2 separate regions of the Mus musculus genome follow, and region 1 is linked to region 2. The links are chromatin contacts, called in public Hi-C maps. All regions are on one chromosome and are shown on one strand. The core of a region is the stretch at or near the end of the contact, and the rest is flanking DNA. Distances in the headings are between cores, read along the strand shown.

The links. Hi-C and Micro-C count contacts between places; a contact is called where the count stands out from the background.
Region 1: a Hi-C map of the G1E-ER4 cell line shows a contact between it and region 2, with 4 times the contacts expected there. The contact joins two enhancer-like sites. A contact is called at or near these places in 4 of 484 Hi-C or Micro-C datasets (the G1E-ER4 cell line, embryonic stem cells and myeloid progenitors) and 1 of 9 other capture datasets (embryonic stem cells).

The regions. Positions count from the first base shown.
Region 1 is chr9:73,413,805-73,420,475 of GRCm38.p6, reverse strand. No RefSeq gene overlaps it. Among named protein-coding and RNA genes, the nearest start is that of Gm27211, 220 kb to the right of the region's middle. Within about 2 kb of position 4,080, at least 5 of the 459 cell types and tissues checked have an H3K27ac peak or open chromatin away from gene starts, as enhancers often do. A contact at or near this core is called in the G1E-ER4 cell line, where this site is marked.
Region 2 is chr9:73,173,247-73,180,090 of GRCm38.p6, reverse strand. It overlaps the pseudogene Gm5745. Among named protein-coding and RNA genes, the nearest start is that of Gm27211, 16 kb to the left of the region's middle. Within about 2 kb of position 2,855, at least 10 of the 459 cell types and tissues checked have an H3K27ac peak or open chromatin away from gene starts, as enhancers often do. A contact at or near this core is called in the G1E-ER4 cell line, where this site is marked.

The DNA of each region.
Region 1 (6,671 bases), core at 2,831-5,330, 240 kb before region 2:
TATGAAAAAAAAATGAAAAGGAATCAAAATGCCAGAACAACAGAGGAAGAAAACAATAGAGCATCTATGAAACTGAATTCAAAGTGCCAACAGTGAATCCTCGTATACTATTACAGTAAATGTAAATGGCTTAAATTCAATAATAAGAATATAGAGAATAAAAAAGAATCATAGAAAGGATCGAATTTAATTGAATAATAGAAAGAATAAAATTATAATGTAGGAGAATAGAGAAAAAATAGTAACATGCTACCAACCAGAAAGTTACTGCATGTTCAAACTTATAGTCTGAAAGAGATGGGATTAAACACACACACACAGAGAGAGAGAGAGAGAGAGAGAGAGAGAGAGAGAGAGAGAGAGAGAGAGAAGTCTCTCAAGAGAGCTGGGGACATGGCTCAGTCGGTATAGTGTTTAACTAGCATACATGAAACCCTGAGTTCAGTTCTCAGTAGCACATAGAGCTAGAGCGTTGGTAAACCCCTATAATCTTAGCACTGAAGAGGAAGGAGCAGTAATATCAGAAGTTCAAGATCACCCTTGGATAGCCTGAGCTACATGAGACATTGTCTTGAAAAACTCAAAACACCCAAGAAACACCACTAAACAACAGCCTAGGATCAAATGGCAGCACAGCTGAGTTCTACCAGATATTCCAAGAATAATTCACAAATTACTTGTAAATTTCTCAAAAAGAAAGCCAAAGCCAAACTTCCAAGTTCATTGTATAAAGCTGGCACTATCCGATAGCAAAGACAGACAATGAGAACACAACAGAAGCAAGCTTCAGGCTAGCCCTTCTGATGGACACAATACAAATCTACTGAGCAAAATAATACCAACAGATTGAGTACATTAAAAGGAGCACACATCATTATCAAGTGATATTGATTTCTGAGATGCAAGACTGCTTTAAACACAGACCACTCAATTAGTGTAAGCCATGCCAATAAAATAAGCCATGAAATGTGTTATCTCAATTGAGTCTTAAAAATCATGTCACTAAGTTCAACATTCTTTCCTGGAAAAAAAAAATCTTCAACAAACTAAGTACAAAAAGAAATTTCCTCAACATGATAAATCCACTTTTTAGAAGCTCACAGCAAGCATTATAATCAATGTGAGTGACAGCTAATTGTGGTTGTCAATTTGATATGCATGCCTGGAAAGAGCAAATCACAGTTGAAGAATTGTCTCTCTCATATTGGCCTATGGGCATGTCCATAGGATAGTTACTTGATTTCTAATTGACATAAGAGAGCACAGGCCACTATGGGCAATCTCATCACTAGTGGTCCCGGGCTACATAAGCAGAAAGTGGCCGAGCAATCCAGAAGCAGTACGCCAGTACTCAGTTTTCCTCCTTGTCTCTGCCTCAGTTTCTTTTCCTTTTTTCTTTTTTTTTTTTTAACAGTTCCAGTATTTATTGATAAATATATAAGATGGGATCTTTGTAGAAGGCTTGATTCCCTTAGGAGAATGGTAGGGTGGTAAGTCAGGGACTGGGTGAATGGGTAGGGGAGCCCCCTCATAGAAGCAGGTTCTGCCTCAGTTTCTAGTCCAGGTTTCTGTCTTTCCTTCCCTCAGTGCTGAACTGTAACCTGTAAGCTAAAATAAACCTTCTCCTTTCCCTTTTGTTTTGGTGTTTTTATCACAGCAACATAAACCAAACTAGAACAATGGGAAATATTGTAGTCTCTCCTCAATGATTTGCTTCAAAGCAGATGTCTACTCTCCCATTCCTATAAAACACAGAACTAGAGGCTACCAGTAAATCAAGAACAACAACAACAACAACAACAACAAAAAACCAAAAAAACAAAAACACAAAACATAAAGGAAGATATAAAACCATCCCTACATTCATTTACTATGATGCTATACAAAGTAAACCCCAAGCATCTACCAATTAAAAAAAAAAAAGCTTGAAAAAGTAAATAAATTTGATAAAATTGCAAGTAGGTAATGAACATACATTATTACTTGTATTTCTTTACCCTAGTATGAAACATCTTAAAGGAAATCAAGAAAATTCCACTTACAATAGCACCCAAAAAGTAACTAAATATACTTCCTGGGGAGGGGAACATAACCAAAGAAGGATACAATACATACATTTATAATTACAAAGTATCTGTGAAAGAAACCAAAGACGACACAGTAAAGAGACATCCTTTGCCTGGGGATTGACTCACTCTTCACACAAGTCAAAGTGTGGTGGTTTGAATGAAAAATGTCCCCCAAGGCTAATGCATTTGAACTTTTGGATCCCAGATTGGTGGCCCTGTTTGGGGAGGCTTAGAGGGCGTGGCCTTGCTGTAGGTAGCATGTCCCTGGGGGCAGGCTTTAAGAGTTCATGGCCTCTCTCACTTCTGGTTTGTTTCCTGCTTTGTGTTTGCAGTTGAAGTAGTGACCCCTCATCTTCTTGCTTCGGCTCCTGCTGCTATTTCTTCTCCTTACCATGATGGATCTTGTCCTTCTGGGACCATAAAAATAAGTAAACTCTTCCCTCCATAAGTTGTTTTGGTCATGGTGTTTTATCACAGCCACAGAGAAGCAGGTAACACACATGGTAATACACAGATTCCATATAATCCCTCCCAACGTCTAACTGTTTTCACAGAAACAAGACTTCTAAAATTTACATGGAACCTCAAATGATTCCAAGATCCAAGGCAAATAGGAACAGTCCCGCACATCCTTATGCAATAATCACAGTTGGTGTGATAAATAATAAATACCAAAAAAGCATAAATTTTTAATAAAAATAGGGTTTTTTTAATTGTCCCATTCTACTGGGGAATCTACAGGAAACATATTTTAGGAATCCAGATAAAATTCTGAGGAAAAAAAAAAAACCTGTAATTTTAGTAGTCATAATTACCAAAAATTATCTGCCTGTGAACTGTTAACCACTTCAGTGTCCTTGGCATTTCTAAAAATAAACCACCAGCCCTTCCAACGAGAAAACATTCTAATTTTGCAAAGTTCAGATGTGCTGGTTTTGTTCACTGTAGGAAATTTCAGAAGCCACAATGAGTTCTAAGAGCTGATTTCAAGAGCATGGAATCCATTAAAATGTCCCCAAATTTATCTGCATACCTAATCATTACACTGTGGTCTGAAGAAGATGCTCAATAACTGACCAGAAGTGCCCGGTTGTCCTTGTGAACCTGGGTTTGTGCCATCTAAAAAGACCAAGTAGGCTCACTACAGACCTCTGGCCCACCTAATACCGTCCTACCCCCCAAATCCATAAACTGATCGGGATGACAGAACTTCATCTTTTTCTTCTTTTGGTTTTTCGAGACAGGGTTTCTCTGTGTAGCCCTGGCCTCGAACTCAGAAATTCGCCTGCCTCTGCCTCCCAAGTGCAAGGATTAAAGGCGTGTGCCACATCTCAACTAAAGTGAAATGTGTTTACTGCTGTGAGCTATGGTGGCATGGGGGCAAAGTATGGGCTAAAATCGATCAGAGAAATAAAACAGAGAAAAGGAGAAGAGGGGATCTGCAGCTGCAAGGATACCGTGCCCCCAAACCCAGGAGCCTGTTCCCTAGAGACTAGTTTCCTATCCTCAGAGGTAGAAGATGTCTGAACAGGAAAAGCCAGTGAGTTCTCTCGCTGTCTGCATGGGATGTTAGAATCCAGCTGCTGCTCAGGCAGCACCTTACCCTTCTCACAGACACTGACAGGCACCTGCGAGACACTGTGAGTCCCTGGTTAGCACACATCCAGCAGCCTGGCTCTCTCACCTGGCAAGGTAAGATTTTATCAAAGCAGGTGTTGGTGGCCACGCCTTCTGCTTCCCTTCTACTTCTGAGTCCCTCTCCAGCCCCCACCCTATCAGAAACCTTTCACTAAACACAGAAGACCTTTCAAACTGACACAAAATAAAGTCTAAGACAGCTGGACACGGCAGTTAGAATCGTTATTGCTTAGTCATCTGAAATGTCACTACAGGCCAGCGATAGGGCAAGCCTTTCCGGGTAACTTTTATCAAACCCTTCCTGAGCCAGGTACTCTTAGGAGTTACGTTTTTTAAAAGCTTACAAAAATATTAAGCAACTGGGCTAAGGTCACTGTGTTAATGAACTCAGAGCTTCCTCTCACCCCAAAGCTTCCCTCTTTCTGAGTAGCTGAGACGATAGTTCAGTGGCCTTGGCCTAAAAATGTGGGTGGGGCGAGTTGGGCTTGGGCTAATGGCTATTCAGTCAATGCTCACTGGCAGCAGCCTGTCTCAATCTGCTCCAGAGCTATGGTAAAGAAATAGCGGACACTCCCAGCACACACACTGAGAGTCTGATGGTACTTTTACCCTCTGCCACCAGGGGACAGAAAACACATCCTGTGTGATGGACACACAGCTACCTAAAAGGATCAAAACTTTGGCCACTCCCTACTGCCTTACCATCAGAGACAACCTGACTCATCAAGCACATGGGCACCCACCCTCCCCGGGCACCCACCCTCCCCATTCTCTCTGAGAGAGACCTGTAAGATGGGGTCCCACTTTCAGAGCCTGAGCCCCCCTCAAAGCCATCACCATGTTACTGTCATCTACCCCATCAATAGCTCTCCTAATAAACTCCTAAATGACACTGCCTCAGTGTCCTTCTTGAGCCCCAATCTCAAGACCTTTTCAGGGACCAATTAAGTCTACATGGGGGGGGGGGAACAAAGGACATAGGAGGAGGAGAAAAATGACAAGCCACATTTATGTACAGGCTAGTCAGGGACCCCTATGCAAGGACACTAGGAGGCAAGCAAGCCAACAATAGAACCAATGAGGCTAAAGACAGGAACAATCAGAAGTCACCGGGTAGTTTGGCTGGGGTGTCCAACAATTAATTTGACATCCCTATGTTTGTTATGCAAAAATAAACTACCCTGACCCGTGAATCGCATCCTTGATGTGCTCAGATACCTCCTGTGCAGGGATGAGACACCCACTGGGCCTCACTCTGAGGATCCCACATTTCTTCCCTCATTGCTGCGACCAAGTACCTGACAAGATGTGACTTCACAGAGGAAGGATGCTGCGACCTGCCTCACAACTTCAGAGGAAATGCACAGCCATAGAAGCAGGATGCACAGGGGTCACTTAGCTTCCACAAAAGCAGAGAGGGAACAGGAAGTGGGACCAGGCTAGACACCATGCCACGCGTAGGCTCAGAGACACACTTCCTCCAATAAGGCTTTACCTCCTGAAAGTCCCACAAGCTCCCCACACAGCACCACCAGTGGGAGCCAAGCCTTCAAACTCTAGGCCTAGCGGGGACACTTCACATTCCAACCATAACAGATACCCAGCCTGCTTCTAGGAGTCATTTGAAAATGAAGCCAGATGAACGCTTTACATTTAGCTACCAAATTTACCAGTAAACACCTTCTGAGTCATTTTATCCAGCTAACGGGTGTTCCCGAGAACCAGAGATGAAAAGTAAGTAGAGACATTTTTTAGTTGTTGATGGGATCCTGCTGAATCTGCTCTGTGAAACCAGTGTAAATGGCATGCCCAGGGAAAGAAACCGGCAGCCCAGAGGGTTACCGACCCTGTCGAAGCTTGTGGCCCAAGATCCCCCAGAAAGCCTTCACTCCTAGCTGTTTGCTGACATATGATGGCTTTGTCAGCTAATGCCATGGATTTCAGGGCAAGGAACAAAGGGAAGACAGACTGGCTCACCCTTGGGTCATGTCCCACCATGCAACACTTCTTTCTGTCATTCTTTCCCTTTTCCTCTGCTCTCTGCTTCCTCGGCTACATTACACGGCCTTTCTCCTTCTAGAATGTCCCCCAGATATAACAGTGCAGTCAGTGTGCCCTTATTTTATTTCTCATAGAAGTACCAACTAAATGGTCCCAGAAGAGCTGTGTTCCAAATTTAAGAACAGAGTTTGGCTTTGCTTCAAGCATTGCTTGGTTTTCAGGCTGGCCCTGTAAAAGCCCCCCAAGGCCCACCTGAAGCCTCCAGGTCCCTGACTGCAGCTGCCTTTAAACACAGAGAAGAGAATTTCTTTAAAGGATTAAGGGTGAGAAAGTCACAGCTGACACATTGAAATTCAAACCATCATGGGTGGGGGAGGGGAGTCATGAAAACAGCTAGGGGAAAAAAAAACAAAACGTGTCTTTCAATATAAACCTTCTATGTGAGACAGACAGGTACGGGTATGCAAATAATCACTCTGAAGTGAGCCTCTACCTCCCAAGCAGAGCTTTGAATAACTCTCCCTACTGCATTCTTCATCCTCAATCAGCTTCGCCTGACCTTTCCGACAGAGCCTTCAACAGTGTCAGGATCCTATCTGCCTCCATAAATCTCCTCTTCTTGTTTCTTTCAAAAGCACTTGAACCAATCTACCTTGGTTTTTAGCTTAGTGGCTTTTGCATGAGCGTTTTCTCTACTTTTTTTTTTTTTCCTGCAAGGGAGAGGTGCAGTCATGGTTTGACCTCCTAGCCAATCAGACTGGTGCTAGGGGCAGGTGTTAAATGTATTTTATCCATATTCTGAAAGGACAGACATATCTCTGCAGACAGCAGCAGAGCCGCCACCACATGCTGAAGAGTGATCCACACCTGTCTGTGTGCTCAGTTGTTTATGTAGACCAGGCACTTCACTCATGATGTAGGCAAGAATGACCTTGAACTTTTGATTTTGATCCTCCTGCCTCC
Region 2 (6,844 bases), core at 1,606-4,105:
AGAGAAAATCTATGCAGAATAAACCATGTATTCTCAATTATATTGATTTTGTAACTCTTATAAAGGGAAAAGATAGATTAAATTAATTCCAATATATTATGAACTGAATTCTATTTTCCCAAAATTCACAAGTCAAAATCCTAACTCACAGTGTGACTACACAGTAGTTCCTCCATGTCTCCACAGGCTTAGTTCCAAGAGCAACCTTGGATGCCAGAGTCACAGATGCAGAAGTTATGTGAAATTGTGTCACAGCCGTGAGCATTTCCATAGAGTCAACATGCATCCTCTGGTAGATATTAGACTGGCCTCCCTAGCTGACCCTTTGGCCTCATCCTCTCCTTTGGTCAGGAAGAGAGTCTTAGGGAACTTATAATTTCTTAGGGTCCACTGCTTCACTAGTCTGACAGCTAAATGGAGGAACAAAGGATCTCTTTAGCTCCATTCTGGACAGGCAGGCTGATTACAGAGTGGAGAGATCAGCTCAAGGTCATTCATAGCAAGTTTGAAGGCAGCTTGGGTTACATGAGACCCTGTCTCAAAATAAAAATTAATGAAAGAAAAAAATGAACATGGGGAAAAATACTTTGCCTTTGTTTTGTTTTGTTTTGTTTTGTTTTCTTGGCCCTGCTTAGAAGCATTTTATATTTACAAACATGCCTGGCTTTGGACTAGTCACTCCACAAGAATGTGTTAGCCATTGGAGGCCATTGGCGTCCATGCCAGACAGAGACAGTTTGGTCTTCAGGCTTCTTCTGAAGCAAGATATTTCTCACAACCTGAAGCTCAGGCACAGCCTATGCCTCGGGGTCCCTGTGAGTTTAGTTGTTTGTTTCCGTGGGTCTTCCAGCCCTCCTGGCTTCCTTCCTTGTGGCTGCTGTGGTATTTTAACACTGGGCAAGAGAGGGGGAACCAACCTGTGAGCCCAACTCAGTTCATCATCTAATCAAAACAATCAGGACTCTCCAAAAGCAACTGGGTGGTGTGGTTGAACACACACTGTTCTTGGCTAGTCGGTATTAAAAGCAGAGTGAACATTATAAAGAGCAGCCATCCCCCTGCTCTGTAGTTAGCTGGGGTTTTCCACGGCTTCAAAAGAGGAGAAATTGAGAAGGACATTCAAAGGCAGTAGATGTGCCCTCGGAGCTGTGAAAAGAAATAATAGCGGCGAACCCCTCCGCTTCCTGGGTCACCATGGCAAAGACCCACTTTTATACAAGATCCTCCTGAGACACAGACAAATAGGTATTTCTTGGCTAAACTAAAGACAGCTTTATTCCCATACTTAAAAAGAAGAGCCACTTCAAAGGTTGCCGTCCTCTTCGTGCGGACCACTGGAGCTCTGGCTTTCAACCTTGCTTCCAGAGTTCTAACTCACCAGCACCCTAATAAAAATTCACAATAGCTTTTTAAAATATGTGTAATCCAGATATCACGTGGAATTGACCTATTTCACAGTGTCTAGATAAAGAAAGATTAAAGATCACTATTTTCAGATTGAAGGGGAACGTAGTGCCATCCTGCCCAGTTCTGGCTCTGGGATGACCCCACACTTCTGCCTCTAAGTGAAGAGTGAGGTCAGGGACCCTTTCCCACACACTCCTGTGTGTCTCATGCTTCTCTTATGATGGGCTGCTCCTATCTTTAATTTCTACATAACACATCTTTGCAAAAAGGCATTTGAGTGAATAGAAAATATTACCAAAGGCTTGGGAAATAAAAGTCTATACTGCTACAACAAGAATATTGTGGATAGCCCTGGGGCTAATTATATTTGATGTTAATTCTGTTCTCCTGTGAGGCGTTGTGAACAAGGAATGAGTCAGCACTTGGGTGATTTCCTGTAAACCTTCTTCCCACCATAATTTGTAAAATAGAGCTGATGATTGGGCAGATAAAGGGAATGTGGAGTGGAAAGTTGAGAGAGAGAGAGAGAGAGAGAGAGAGAGAGAGAGAGAGAGAGAGAGAGAGAGAGAGAGAGAGAGAAGAAAATGGGAGAGAAAGAGGACACAGAGGAGGAAGAAAAAGAAAAGCAGAGCAGAAGCCCATGGCCTGGAGAAATCACAAATTCTAAGGGGTCTCATAGATGTGGAAGATGGTAACGTAGCGGTAGATCTGCCCAATCTAGGCACACAGCATGAATTCATATTGTGTTTTCATTGCTGGGGCATATTTGGGTTGGAGATTTACTGCAACACACGAATACTTTAAAAATTATTAACATTTGTACTGATAAACACAATGGGCTATTTCCTTCCTGTAGATGCCAGCCTCTGCCTCTGTCCTGGCTGGGCTCCTCTCTCTCCTCTTCACCCTCTGGTCTGTCCTGTCCTTCATCTTCAAACCCCTTTAACTCTTTGTTTCAAGGTACTCTGCTTTCACGGCTGTAGGTATATCCAGGCTCCCTGTCCAGACCCACACTCTCTCTCCTCTCATTGGATCAGTTTAAGATTTGGTTGCATATGGACTGTGAAGTTGAATAATATTTTTTTTTCTTGAAAGCTTTTCTAGTTTCTATTATATTTATTATTATCACTGTTACAACTATTGTGTTGTGGTGATTTGAATAGGTTTGGTTGCCCCCCCCCCCAGACTCGTGTGTTTTCATGCTTGACCCACAGGGAGTGGCATTACTAGGAGGTGTGGCCTCGTTGGAGGAAATGTGTCACGGTGGAGGCGGGCTTTGAGGGCTCCTATGCTCAAGCTCTCTGCCCAGTGCTAACTTCAGTCTCCTCCTGACTGCTTTCCATCATGTAGACCTCTCAGACCCTCCCGCAGCATACACTAATACATCTGTATTTGTGTCCATGATGTCTGCAAGTGCAGGTGTGCATGGGCCACAACACACGTGTGTAAGCCAGAGGACAGCTTTCAGGAGTCTGGTCTCTCCTTGCAACATGGGTTTCAGAGATCAAACTCAGGTCATCAACCTCTTTCAGTTGTTCAACATCCTACGCTGAGATATTCTACACTGCCTTAGGGTTTCTCCAGCTATGAAGAGACAATGTGACTACCGCAGCTCCTTATAAAGGAAAACATTTAACTGGGGCTGGCTTAGAGTTCAAAGGTTTAGTACATCATCATGGAGGAAGCATGGTGGAGAGCAGGCAGACATGGTGCTCAAGAGGGGCTAAAAGTTCTATATCTGGATCCTCAGGCAGCAGGAAGGAAACTGTGCCACTGGGTCTAGACTTCTTCTGAAACCTCAAGGCCCACCCACACCCACACCCCTCACACCCATTCCCCTTACACCCACACCCCCATGACATACTCCTTCCATCAAGGCCACACCTACTCCAACAAAACCACACTTCCTAAAAGTGCCACTCCCTAGTAGTCTATGGGAACCATTTTCATTCAAACCACCACACACACAACTTTCCATTTAGAGTCCTATAGCCAAAGTTAAGGTCAGAGTCTGGGCCTAACAACCCTAAGCAGATAAGCTCAGCCACCCACCCTCAACAGCCCAATCTTAAACAGATAAATAATATTGGAAAGCAGAGAAAAAGAGATCTGTTCAATGTGGTCATACTGGGAAGAGTAACAAAAAAGTCTACTAACCCCAGTTCTACTTTGGGGGTGTCCTGACATATAGTTTAGGCTTAAGTAGAAGGCAAGAGGCATGCATAGCTAAGCCATCCTGGTCAAAGTATGGTCTCAGACATCACCTGCAAGGTAATTAGACAAGTTTTAAGAACTGTATGAAATCTCTTTCTGGAAGGAAAAAAAGTCCTTGCGCTGCCTGGCACCAACCAGGCTTCAACCTTTCCCCAGCATGAGATTCCTGAGAAGACTCCAATCTCCTGTAGCCAAAAGGAGAGGCACAAAAGTCTCTCCTTGGCATGTCTTCTCTCACGTCATGAAGGTATGTATATCCACACACCCTTCACACACACCTTTCGGGTATCCCATTTAAAGAAGAAATGTGGGGGGCTGGAGAGATGGCATAGTGGTTAAGAGCACTGGCTGCTTTTCCAGAGGTCATGAGTTCAATTTCCAGCAACCACATGGTGGCTCACAGCCATCTGTAATAGGATCTGATGCCCTCTTCTGGTGTATCTGAAGACAACTATAGCGTACTTATATACGATCAATCAATAAATAAATAAAATTTAATAAAATAAAGAATAAATGTGGAGAGTGAGTTCCAGGACAGCCAGGGCAATACAGAGAAACCTTGTCTCCAAAAAAACAAAAGCAACCTACACTTTTAAATATGTTTGTTTTACAGACGCCCGTTTGCTTTCTTCACCCCAGCCTCACTAGACTCTTTCTGTTCCTTAGCCTTCCTCAAAACCGCCTTCTTGCTGTCCCTGCAGTCATCGAGTCATCGGAGAGCAGCAGACATGGCCCTGCGCTACCCCATGGCCGTGGGCCTCAACAAGGGCCACAAGGTGACGAAGAATGTCAGCAAGCCGAGACACAGCCGGCGCCGCGGGTGCCTCACCAAGCACACCAAGTTCGTGCGGGACATGATCCGGGAGGTGTGCGGCTTCGCGCCCTACGAGCGGCGCGCCATGGAGTTGCTCAAAGTGTCCAAGGACAAGCGGGCACTTAAGTTCATCAAGAAGAGGGTGGGCACGCACATCCGTGCCAAGAGAAAGCGGGAGGAGCTGAGCAACGTGCTGGCAGCCATGAGGAAGGCGGCCAAGAAGGATTGATGAACCCACCCCCAATAAAAGATCGTTCGTTTTTAAAAAAAAAAAAAAAAAAGAATAAATGTGTAAGCTTTGTCACAGTACCTTGCTCACACAGCTCTCCGCTCATAGCCAGGCAACACTAAAGCTGTCCCCTTTCCCTGGAGTGTGCATCTCTTGTTGACCAATCCAGATAAAAATAGAGGATCCCAAACTAACAGTAGGAGGAAAGCCCCACACAGTTCTGCTCTTCAGCCCCATATTTCCAAGGCCTAGAGGTTGGTTAGTTTTCCTTTCAATGAGAAATGTGACTTAGAAGAGAGTCTGAAGCCAGAGGAAAAACAGATTCTACAGCATCTTAGCTGGGTGTTTAAGGTAAGCAGCCCCAAGATGGCCTCACTGAGGAGCCTAGTCCCTTGTGTGGAAGGGACCAGGGGAACATGCTTAGCTGTGAGGTGCCACACACAGTGTGTGCTTCTCCTAAGATACATAGTTCGTTCTTCACGGGGTCCCAGCCCCAGAGCTCACTTCCCTGACTTCTCCCAAGAGCTGCTCATCTGACCTTCCCTTGCTGGTCTCACCCCATCTCGTTTTCAGGATTACCCACTCCTTTCTCCCACGTCGAAAGTGGGGTTGTCTTGGGGTTTGCTCTTCCCTCTGATGAATGTATCTGTGTTCTGATGTCACCTTGCCAAAGAGGCCTTCACTGCCCAGCCTATGTAAGAACTGTAGGCTCTCATTCCCCACACTCCTCATGTACCTCGAATCATTTTTAACCCTAGCTCTTCCTACTGCTTGGCACATGATATATTTATTTGTTTTTTTTTAATGTCTTCCTACCACACGCTCAAGAATATCATTCTCTAAGAAAAGATATTTTGTATTTTGCTCTGTTCTCAGATTGCCAGTAGAACCTGGAATATAGTAGGTGATCAATACATACTCATTAAGTGGTCAATCCCATTTATCCATCTATCCAGCTACACATCTTCACGGTGCTCAGCATTTATTAGGAACCCTGTGGTTTTTGTTGAAGAGAGGGGAGGAAGGGAGAAGGGAGAGTAGAGGGTGAAAGATGAAAAGGCAGAGAAGCAAGGGTAGATAAAAAAAAATAGGAAAGGAGATGACTGCATAGAGAAAGGGAGAGACAAAAAGAAGACATGGCTAACGAGTGAGTAAGTGGGCAGGTTTACCGAGGCACACATCGCCTTGGGAAATTATAGGAGAGACGGCAACTGTCATTAAAACCAACTGGTGTAAGAAAGAAGACACCAGGTAGTGGTTCATTTCCTTGGTTCAATGATTTACTGTGGAGAGCCGAGAAGCAAGGAAAATTACTCGGAGAGAACCCCAGTCCCAGTGTCTGGTTATGTGAAATAGGAGTTGAAATCAGGCATTAGCAGTGTTTGGCCAGGAGCCACGGAGCGCATTCTTACTTGTTGTTTGAGCTTTTTCAGATGGAGCCATTTAAACGTGCATTTTTAATAGAATGAATAAATGTCTGTAAGCCAAATAATTAGAGATAGTCTAGCAAATCAAGAAAATTGGCCTTTATAAATGAGGAAATAAAGAAGTGGAATCAATCCAGAAAATTATTCATCTGGCTCTGGACAGGAAACCAAGGCTGGTTTTCTCTTTGCTGCTTTAACTGCATTGGGACAGAGAGCCACTCCCTCTCAGCCCCATCTGACTTGCAGGCAAGCCAGGCTGCCTAGCTCTCCTGCTCCAGCAGTTTGCCCATGAGGTACCTGTGAAGATGGCATTGCTACCTGGTGAACAAATGAGCATGGAGCATGCCCAGGAGACAGATTTGCAGCCAAGAGCTCAGGGTCTAAAGTCAGCCTACCCAAATTCAGGTCCCAGATTTGTATTTTAATTACTGTATGGCAGTGGTCACCTTATATAACTTTGTATGTCTCACTTTTTATCAGAAAAGAATTCCAGATGATAACAACTAGCTTATGGTGATATAAGGGATATGGTATTTGCTGAGAATCATTTGATATGATCTCAGTGGGGGAAAGATATGTTTGCAAATATTACCTTTTGGGTGTATGTGTTTGTACATGCTCATGTGTACACAGGTGCACATGTACACAGGTGCACATGTATTCATGTAGAATCCAGAGGAGAGCCTTGGGTATGGGTCCTCAGTTGCTGCTACCTTCTGTTTTTAAAGGTGTGTGTGTCTGTTGTGTGTATGT